2 separate regions of the Capra hircus genome follow, and region 2 is linked to region 1. The links are chromatin contacts, called in public Hi-C maps. All regions are on one chromosome and are shown on one strand. Each heading gives the region's core, a stretch centred on a gene start, on an enhancer-like site or on the middle of the called end of the contact. The rest is flanking DNA. Distances are from core to core; before and after follow the strand shown. Region 1 holds the start of TIGD3 (tigger transposable element-derived protein 3). Region 2 has its middle 21 kb from the start of SCYL1.

Region 1 (4,231 bases), core at 347-2,846:
AAGGAAAGGAATACTACAAAATCTTGACTTTAGGAACTTGAGTCTTGCCTAAAAGGTACCAAAACTAAAAAATTAATCTCTACGTGCCCTAACTCAACTAGCCCCAAGCAAGTAGTCTTGAAGGAGGAGACGGAACAGGGTCCATTTTGAAAGCAGGACTCCATCTTGGGCTGGACTGTGGACTTGGAGCTCTATGTCCAGTATCTATGGAAACGACATACCAATTGGAAAACCAGACCCCCTGATGGAAGAGCCCCAGGGCTCATACCTAGACTCTCCATCACCTGAAAGAATACCCTTATTATCTGTGTAACCCAATAGAGTCATAAATTTTATTATGCTTATTGGGGTATGACCACAGGCCTGTTGATAATTCTCCACTGTTAACCATGTAGGCTTAAGGCATATGAATCACGGGTTAACTTTGTATCTTTCTTTTCCTTTGTTCAGACTAGTTTCAGGGAATTTGGTGAGGTGGGTTTGGGCAGATATACTTAGGGTATTGTAGCCACGCATTCCGGGAAACAAACTCACTCAGAAGGACAATGTAGATAGTGGAGGGCAGTTTATTGTACCGGCGGGCCCAAGGCAGAGTCTCCTCTTAGCCAAGGACCCTGACCAGTTTTTGTGAAAACCTTAAATACCCTAAGTGTACATGCCCGAACCCACTTCCCCAAATTCCCTGAAACTAGTCTGAACAAAGGAAAGGAAAGATACAATCAAAGTTAACCCATGATTCATATGCCTTAAGCCTAGGTAGTTAACAGTGGACAATTATCAATAGGCCTGTGGTCATACCCCAATAAGCATAATAAAATTTATGATTCCATTAGATTATACAGATAATTAGGGTATTCTTTCAGGCGACAGAGAGTCTAGGTATGAGCCCTGGGGCTCTTCCATCTGGGGGGTCTGGTTTTCCAATTGGTATGTCGTTTCCATAGATACTGGGCATAAAGCTCCAAGTCCACAGTCCAGCCCAAGATGGAGTCCTGCTTTCAAGATGAAGCCTGTTCTGTTTCCTCCTTCACAGATATATAAGGTTTTCACAAAAACAGGTCGGGGTCCTTGGCTAAGAGGAGACTCTGCCTTGGGCCAGCTAGTGTAATAACCTGCACTTCACTATCTGCATTGTCCTTCTGAGTGAGTTTGTTTCCCAGAACGCGTGGATACAACAGTCTGTTGTACCTTGGCTGACCGACCTGAGGTCAGTGCTGTCCATGGTAACATCTTTTGTGTGGCTTATAACTTCTATTTTTTAAAGATCACTGGGTGAGAGGAACGAGATCTGTTTGTTTGGTAGATGAGGAAGCTGCCTAGGGTCACGGCCAGGAAGACGTCCTGTGTCCACGCTGCCGAGTCCTGTCAGGCTCTGAGGGCCGGGTCCTCTGAGGCTGGCAGCGCATCCAGGACTCCCGCCGAGACCAGTCTCCGCCTCGCCACCCCTTCTTGCAGAAAGCGCCGTCCCCCCGGGGACCTGACGACCCGCCACTTTCTCAATGTCCAATGAGACTTAGCCGGGGGCGGGACCGACTCCACCGAAGGCCAATCTAATTGGTTCGGGGCGGGGCTGCGGCGGGTGGGAGCTGAGCGGCGGACCGCGGTCTTCCCAGCCTGGAGAGACCCCCGCGCGAGCTGCGCGTGAAGGGTGCGCGCGCCCGCCGCCCGCGCAGCACCTCTGTCCGCTCGGCGCGTCCCTCTCCTGCTCTCCGGTAGCCGCCGGGAGAGGGGCTCGAGAGTCCGGCCCTAGCCAGGGCTGGGACCGGGGCGGCAGCCGCGGGACGAGCGCCTGAGGTGGGTGCGGAGCGGAAGGGCTGGAAGCAGGGAGGCGGGGAGGCCGGGCAGGCAGATGACTGGGTCCGCCCTGCCGATGGACTCCGGGTCACCAGAGGGAGAGGCCGGCCGAGTTGCGGAGCCCGACTCCTGGCCTGCCTGGGTCCCGTACGCTCGTTCCTCCTCCCTCCCAGGCCACAAACCTCTCCGCTGAGGACAACCCGCCCCTCTCGCTGCCCGCGGCCTCCTAACCCCTCCTGCCCTTTGTCGCCTGTGCACCTGCCTTTCGGCCTTGTGCTCCCACCCACCCCCTCTCCAGGTCGGACCCCGGCCCAGCCTTTCCTGCTCAGGACCCAGCCCCAAATTAGACTTGCTTCTTCAGCCCCTAGTCTGTCCCTCTTTGTCGTCTGTACACCTGTCCCCCCAACTCTGTTCATTCACTCCACCACCCTGCCCCCAACATTTTCATCTAAATTCAGCCTAGGCCCACCGCCCCCTCCCCGTCCTGGGGGTTCCTCCCACGGGCTCTGATTATCCCGTACACCTGCCCGCCTCGGCCCCAGCCCCCTGTCCTCCCCGGTCCACGCTCCTTTGTTGTGTCTGCAGCTGTCCCCTCGGCTCTATTCATCCTTCTCCCGCGGACCCCTTTCTCCCTCTGACCAGGGGGCCACCCCCTCCAGGCTCCATTCTGTCGTTCTTCCCATCAGTGCCCGGCCCACTGCCCACCCAGCCTGGCCTTTTCCCTTCCTTTCAGCCCAGCCTTCTCACCTCCTACCCAGGGTACCCTCACCCTCTCCCAGCTGGTCCAGCCTTCCCTGGACTGCCCCTCCGCCCCTCCACACCAACCTGTCTCCCTGCCCCATATGCTCTCTTTTCCTTGCTGCGCTCCTCTCCTAACCCGCGTGGCCTCCACCGTCGGTCCCCTGCTCACCCTTTCCTCCCCGTCCAGGTGCTGCTGAGAGGCCATGGAGCTGTGTGGCAAGAAGAAGCTTCATGCCCTGTCCCTGGCTGAGAAGATCCAGGTGCTGGAACTCCTGGATGAGTCCAAGATGTCCCAGTCGGAGGTGGCCCGGCGCTTCCAGGTCTCCCAGCCTCAGATCTCCCGCATCTGCAAGAATAAAGAGAAGCTGCTGGCGGACTGGTGCAGCGGCACGGCCAACCGGGAGCGCAAGCGCAAGCGGGAGTCCAAGTACAGCGGCATCGACGAGGCTCTGCTCTGCTGGTACCACATTGCCCGGGCCAAGGCCTGGGACGTGACGGGGCCCATGCTGCTCCACAAAGCCAAGGAGCTGGCCGACATCCTGGGCCAGGACTTTGTGCCCAGCATCGGCTGGCTGGTCCGCTGGAAACGCCGAAACAACGTGGGCTTCGGGGCCCGCCACATATTGGCACCTCCGTTCCCCCCTGAGCCGCCTCCCCCAGCTCCCACTCCCCAGGCCCAGCTGCCTCTTTCTCTTAAAGATTTCTCCCCAGAGGACATTTTTGGCTGTGTTGAAGTGCCCTTGCTGTATCGGGCAGTGCCCGGCAGAGTGGGTACGTGTGATCGGGTGCAGGTGCTGCTGTGTGCCAACAGCAGGGGCACAGAGAAACGGCGGCTGTTGGTCAGTGGGCCCCAGGCTGCCCCACGATGCTTCTTTGGGGTCAGCAGCGAGGCCCTGCCTGCCTCCTACCACCCTGACCTGGCCATCCCCTGGTCGGAGTGGTTGTCACAGTTCGATCGGGACATGGGGCGGCAGGGCCGGCAGGTGGCCTTGCTGATGGCTGCCCGAGTGGTGGAGGAGGTGGCAGGCCTGCCTGGGCTCTGCCACGTGAGGCTCTTGCCTCTGTCTGCTGCGAACCCCACACCGCCCCTGCCCAGCTCCGTGGTCCGGGCGTTTAAGGCCCATTACCGGCGGCGTCTGTTGAGCAAGCTGGCTGCCGCCCAGAGCGAGAGGGCTGGCACGTCGCTGGCTGAGGTCGGGGCGGGCATCACAGTTCTGGACGCTCTGCACATGGCAGCAGCGGCCTGGGCCAAGGTGCCTCTCCAGCTCATTGTGAGCAGCTTCATTCGGGAAGGGCTGGCTCCCGGCAAAACGCCACTGGCCCAGGACCAAGCCTCGGAGGTGCTGGAGGTGCTGCAGGTCCCTGGCGGGCTGAGCCTCGAAGAATTTTCCCGCTTTGTGGATCTGGAGAGTGAGGAGCCTGTGTCTGGAGCATGCAAAGAGGAGGTGGGCCCTGCAGATGAAGCGGGGGGAGGAGAGGACAGCTTCGAGCCCCTGCCCACCAAGGCTGATGCCCTCCAGGCTCTGGGCACCTTGAGGAGGTGGTTGGAGTGCAGTGGCACCACCCCAGAGCTATTTGAAAATTTCTATGCCTGTGAAGAGGGGGTGGAGCGACTCTGCTGCCTGTGAAGGGCTCTTCCTGCCGGAGTCCCCTTCTCTCCTGTTTCCCATGGAAACGCCATCTCTCAAAAGGCAGG
Region 2 (3,961 bases), core at 1,071-3,570, 130 kb after region 1:
AGGGAGGAAAGGGGTGAAATGGGTGAGTGACCTGAAAGACACTTGTTTAAAGAAGCCTCCTTTCTGCTGCTTAGTTGCTTGTGAGCTGGGCTGGGATGAAGAGAAACAACTGGGGAACATGGGGAGGAGAGGTGTTAACCACCGATTATATCAAAGTAAGGCCAAGCTCTGACAGTAGGTGACTCGGACGCAATCTTTTTCAGTTGTCAGTTCCCAAGCTGCAAGTTGGTTATGTGGTCACGTGTCCTGTGGAATGACTTGTATGTTCAGTCGCCAAGTCGTGTCCAACTCTTTGTAACCCCTTGGACTGCAGCATGCCAGGCTTCTCTGTTCCTCACCATTTCCCAGAGTGTGCTCAAAAACTAGCCATCCATTTGAGTCGGTGATGCCATCCAACCATCTCATTCTCTCTCCCCTTCTGCCTTCATTTATTCCCAGTATCAGGGTCTTTTCCAGTGAGTTGGCTCTTCATATCAGGTGGCCAAAAATGGCCTGTATACCAGCAGATAATCCCTTATTTGCAACTGAAATATCCTCTTGGTCCCACCCATTCTCTCAAACTCTAAGATGTCCTAGCTCCTCAGATTGTATTCCCTGCATGGGTAGGTAAAAGGCTCCTTCCAGTAAACCTGGCCAGCTATAGGTCTTCAGACCTAGGTCTAAAGGAGATGCTGTACCTAGCACAGGTCTCCCAGCCTTGGCTATACCCTTGGCCCCTCAGGTTTTTCTGACTGCACTAGCCCACCAGGCTTCTCTGTCCATGGAATTCTCCAGGCAAGGATACTGAAGTGGGGAGAGGCTTTAGCAAATGAATCTCTGTCCTATATTTCTGAACTCAAGTTATGTGTTGCAAATGGAGAAGCAAGCTCTGACTGGGACACTGGCAAGGTGGGAGGGCTGGAATTTGAACCCTAGCCTCCAACACTTCAACTCTATGGTCTATGTAAGTGCACGAATGTCCTCACATAACTATCCAGGGACTTCCCTGGTGGTGCAGTGGATATAAATTGGTTGGCCAGTGCAGGGGACACGGGTTCAATCCCTGGTGCAGGAAGATTGCACATGCTCTGGAGAGCAACAGCCTGCACTCGAGCCCAAGAGTCACAACTGCAGAAGCCTGTGCACCTAGAGCCCACTGTAAGCAGAAGCTCATGCACCTCAAAGAACAGTAGCCCCTGCTGGCTGCAACTAGAGAAAGCCTGCAGGTAGCTATGAAGACTCAGCACAACCAAAAATAATTTGTTTTGAAGAATCAACTGTCCAATTATATATAACAAGGACCTAGCATATATAGCACACGGAACTAGTCAATATCTTGTAATAGCCTATAATGGAAAAGAATCTGAAAAAGTATATAATGTATTATGCAATTTATATACACATATATAATCTTCACTTGCTGTTCACCTGAAGTACAACATTGTAAACCAAATATACTTGAATTAAAAAAATAACCGTCTAGTGGGTCAGCAGCAATCTAATCTCCAACACGATGGTCCCTGGGCTTGGTTAAGTCTTTGTTCTTCCAGAGCTGGAGGACTCCCTGGAAGGACTTACCTGGAGAGCAAAGGAGAAAGAAGAGTGGCTAGGGATTCACCAGGGGCTACATGGTTCCTGGCACTGCTTAGGCTCAAAATTGGCCAGGATCAGGAAATGTCAGCACCAGGGTCAGCAATGAGAAGGGCCAGAGAAGCATCCTGGAAGTCATTTCCTCCTTGGCACAAAAAGAATGCAGAAGGAGGCCAACATCAAACTTTTCTGAAGGCTATATCCAAGTCAAGGGGCTAGGTCTCAATAATATAAGTGAACCCCAGGCAAGTCCTTTATATACCCCTTCAGCTGTACCAAGGGCTTTCACACTGGGCTTTTTGGGATTCCATTATCCTGATAATTCTAGTAGTACTGTGGGTGCCTAACAAACATGAGCTCAAGTGAGATAGCTCCATTTTGTAACCTCTCCAAACTTGCCCTGAAGTCTCCCAGGCCCAGGGCTAGTTGGTCTGGACTTGGGAAATAGATTCCTGACCTCAGCAAAGGGTGCAACTAGGATAATGAGATTGGAGAGAGGGCAGGGTACAGGGAAAGTGAAAAATGGGAGTATCTAGCTGGGTTGCTGATTCAGATGCTCTGAAAATCTAGGAGACGTGAGTCAGATCCTGGTGTCTTGGCTGGCTCTGACAAGTTGGCAAACTGGGATGTCATGTGCGCTTTCCAGGTCCTTGCTTTCCTGCTGGTTAAATGGAGATAATGTCCTGTCTACCTGCTATGGTAAGGATGGCTAGCCACAGGAGATGCAAATTTATGGAACTGGAAATGAGTGTGCTTTGCCACCATCTAGTGGACTATAATAGTATTGCACACCCTGTCCGTGGAGTGTTTCTTAATGCTACCCTTGTTTGTTCAACAAATGTTTACCTTTATTGCTGACCATTCAGGTATGACCTAAACCAACTCCCTTACGATTATACAGTGGAAGTGACAAATAGATTCAAGGGATTATATCTGATAGAGTGTCTGAAGGACTATGACCAAAAATTCAGGACATTGTAACAGGACATGGTGATCAAAACCGTCCGCAAGAAAAAGAAATGCAGAAAGGCAAAATGATTGTCTGAGGAGGCCTTACAAATAGCTGAGAAAAGAAGAGAAGTGAAAAGGAAAGATATACCCATCTGAATGCAGAGTTCCAAAGAATAGCAAGGAGAGATAAGAAAGTGAAAGTGAAGTTGCTCAGTCGTGTCCGACACTTTGCGCGACCCCATGGATTGTAGCCCACGGAATTTTCCAGGCAAGAGGACTGGAGTGGGTTGCCATTTCCTTCTCCAGGGGATCTTCCTGACCCAGGGATCAAACCTGGTCTCCCACACTGCAGGCAGAGGCTTTACCTCTGACCCACCAGGGAAGCAAGAACACACAGAGAACTATACAAAAAAGATCTTCATGACCCAGATAACCACGATGGTGTGATCACTCACTAGAGTCAGACATCCTGAAGTGTGAAGTCAAGTGGGCCTTAGGAAGCATCACTACGAACAAAACTAGTGGAGGTGATGGAATTCTAGCTGAGCTATTTCAAATCCTAAAAGATGATGCTGTTTAAGTGCTACACTCAATATGCCAGCAAATTTGGAAAACAAAACAGGGGCCACAGGACTGAAAAAGTCAGTTTTCATTCTAATCCCTAAGAAGGGCAATGCCAAGGAATGTTCAAACAAGTGCACAGTTGTACTAATTTCACATGCTAGCAAGGTAATGCTCAAAAATCCTTCAAGCTAGGCTTCAACAGTATGTGAACCGAGAACTTCCAGATGTACAAGCTGGATTTAGAAAATGCAGAGGAACCAGAGATCAAATTGCCAACATCCATTGGATCACAGAAAAAGCAAGATAATTCCAGACAAATATTTACTTCTGCTTCATTGACTACGCTAAAGCCTTTGACTATGTGGCTCACAACAAACTGTGGAAGATTCTTCAAGAGATGGGAATACCAGACCACCTTACCTGCCTCCTGAGAAACCTGTATGCAGGGCAAGAAGCAATGGTTAGAGCCAGACATGGAATAACAGACTGGTTCAGAATTGGAAAAGTAGTACATCAATGCTGTATATTGTGACCCTGCTTATTTAACGTAAGTGCAGAGTACATCACGTGAAATGCTGGGCTGGATGAAGCACAGGCCGGAATCAAGATTGCCGGGAGAGATATCATCAATAACCTCAGATGTGCAGATGACACCACCCTTATGGCAGAAATGATCACACCATCGTGGTTATCTGGGTCATGAAGATCTTTTTTGTATAGTTCTCTGTGTGTTCTTGCTTCCCTGGTGGGTCAGAGGTAAAGCCTCTGCCTGCAGTGTGGGAGACCAGGTTTGATCCCTGGGTCAGGAAGATCCCCTGGAGAAGGAAATGGCAACCCACTCCAGTCCTCTTGCCTGGAAAATTCCGTGGGCTACAAT

The links. Hi-C and Micro-C count contacts between places; a contact is called where the count stands out from the background.
Region 2: a Hi-C map of blood shows a contact between it and region 1, with 7 times the contacts expected there. The contact joins the enhancer-like site here to the promoter of TIGD3 in region 1. A contact is called at or near these places in 4 of 5 Hi-C or Micro-C datasets (blood and liver).

The regions. Positions count from the first base shown.
Region 1 is chr29:43,971,878-43,976,108 of ARS1.2, forward strand. TIGD3 (tigger transposable element-derived protein 3) reads left to right here and starts at 1,597. Exons shown (of 2, transcript XM_018043606.1): 1 at 1,597-1,794; 2 at 2,723-4,231. The coding sequence starts at 2,739. The coding sequence ends at 4,163.
Region 2 is chr29:44,098,496-44,102,456 of ARS1.2, forward strand. No RefSeq gene overlaps it. Among named protein-coding and RNA genes, the nearest start is that of SCYL1, 21 kb to the right of the region's middle. Within about 2 kb of position 2,321, at least 2 of the 5 cell types and tissues checked have an H3K27ac peak or open chromatin away from gene starts, as enhancers often do.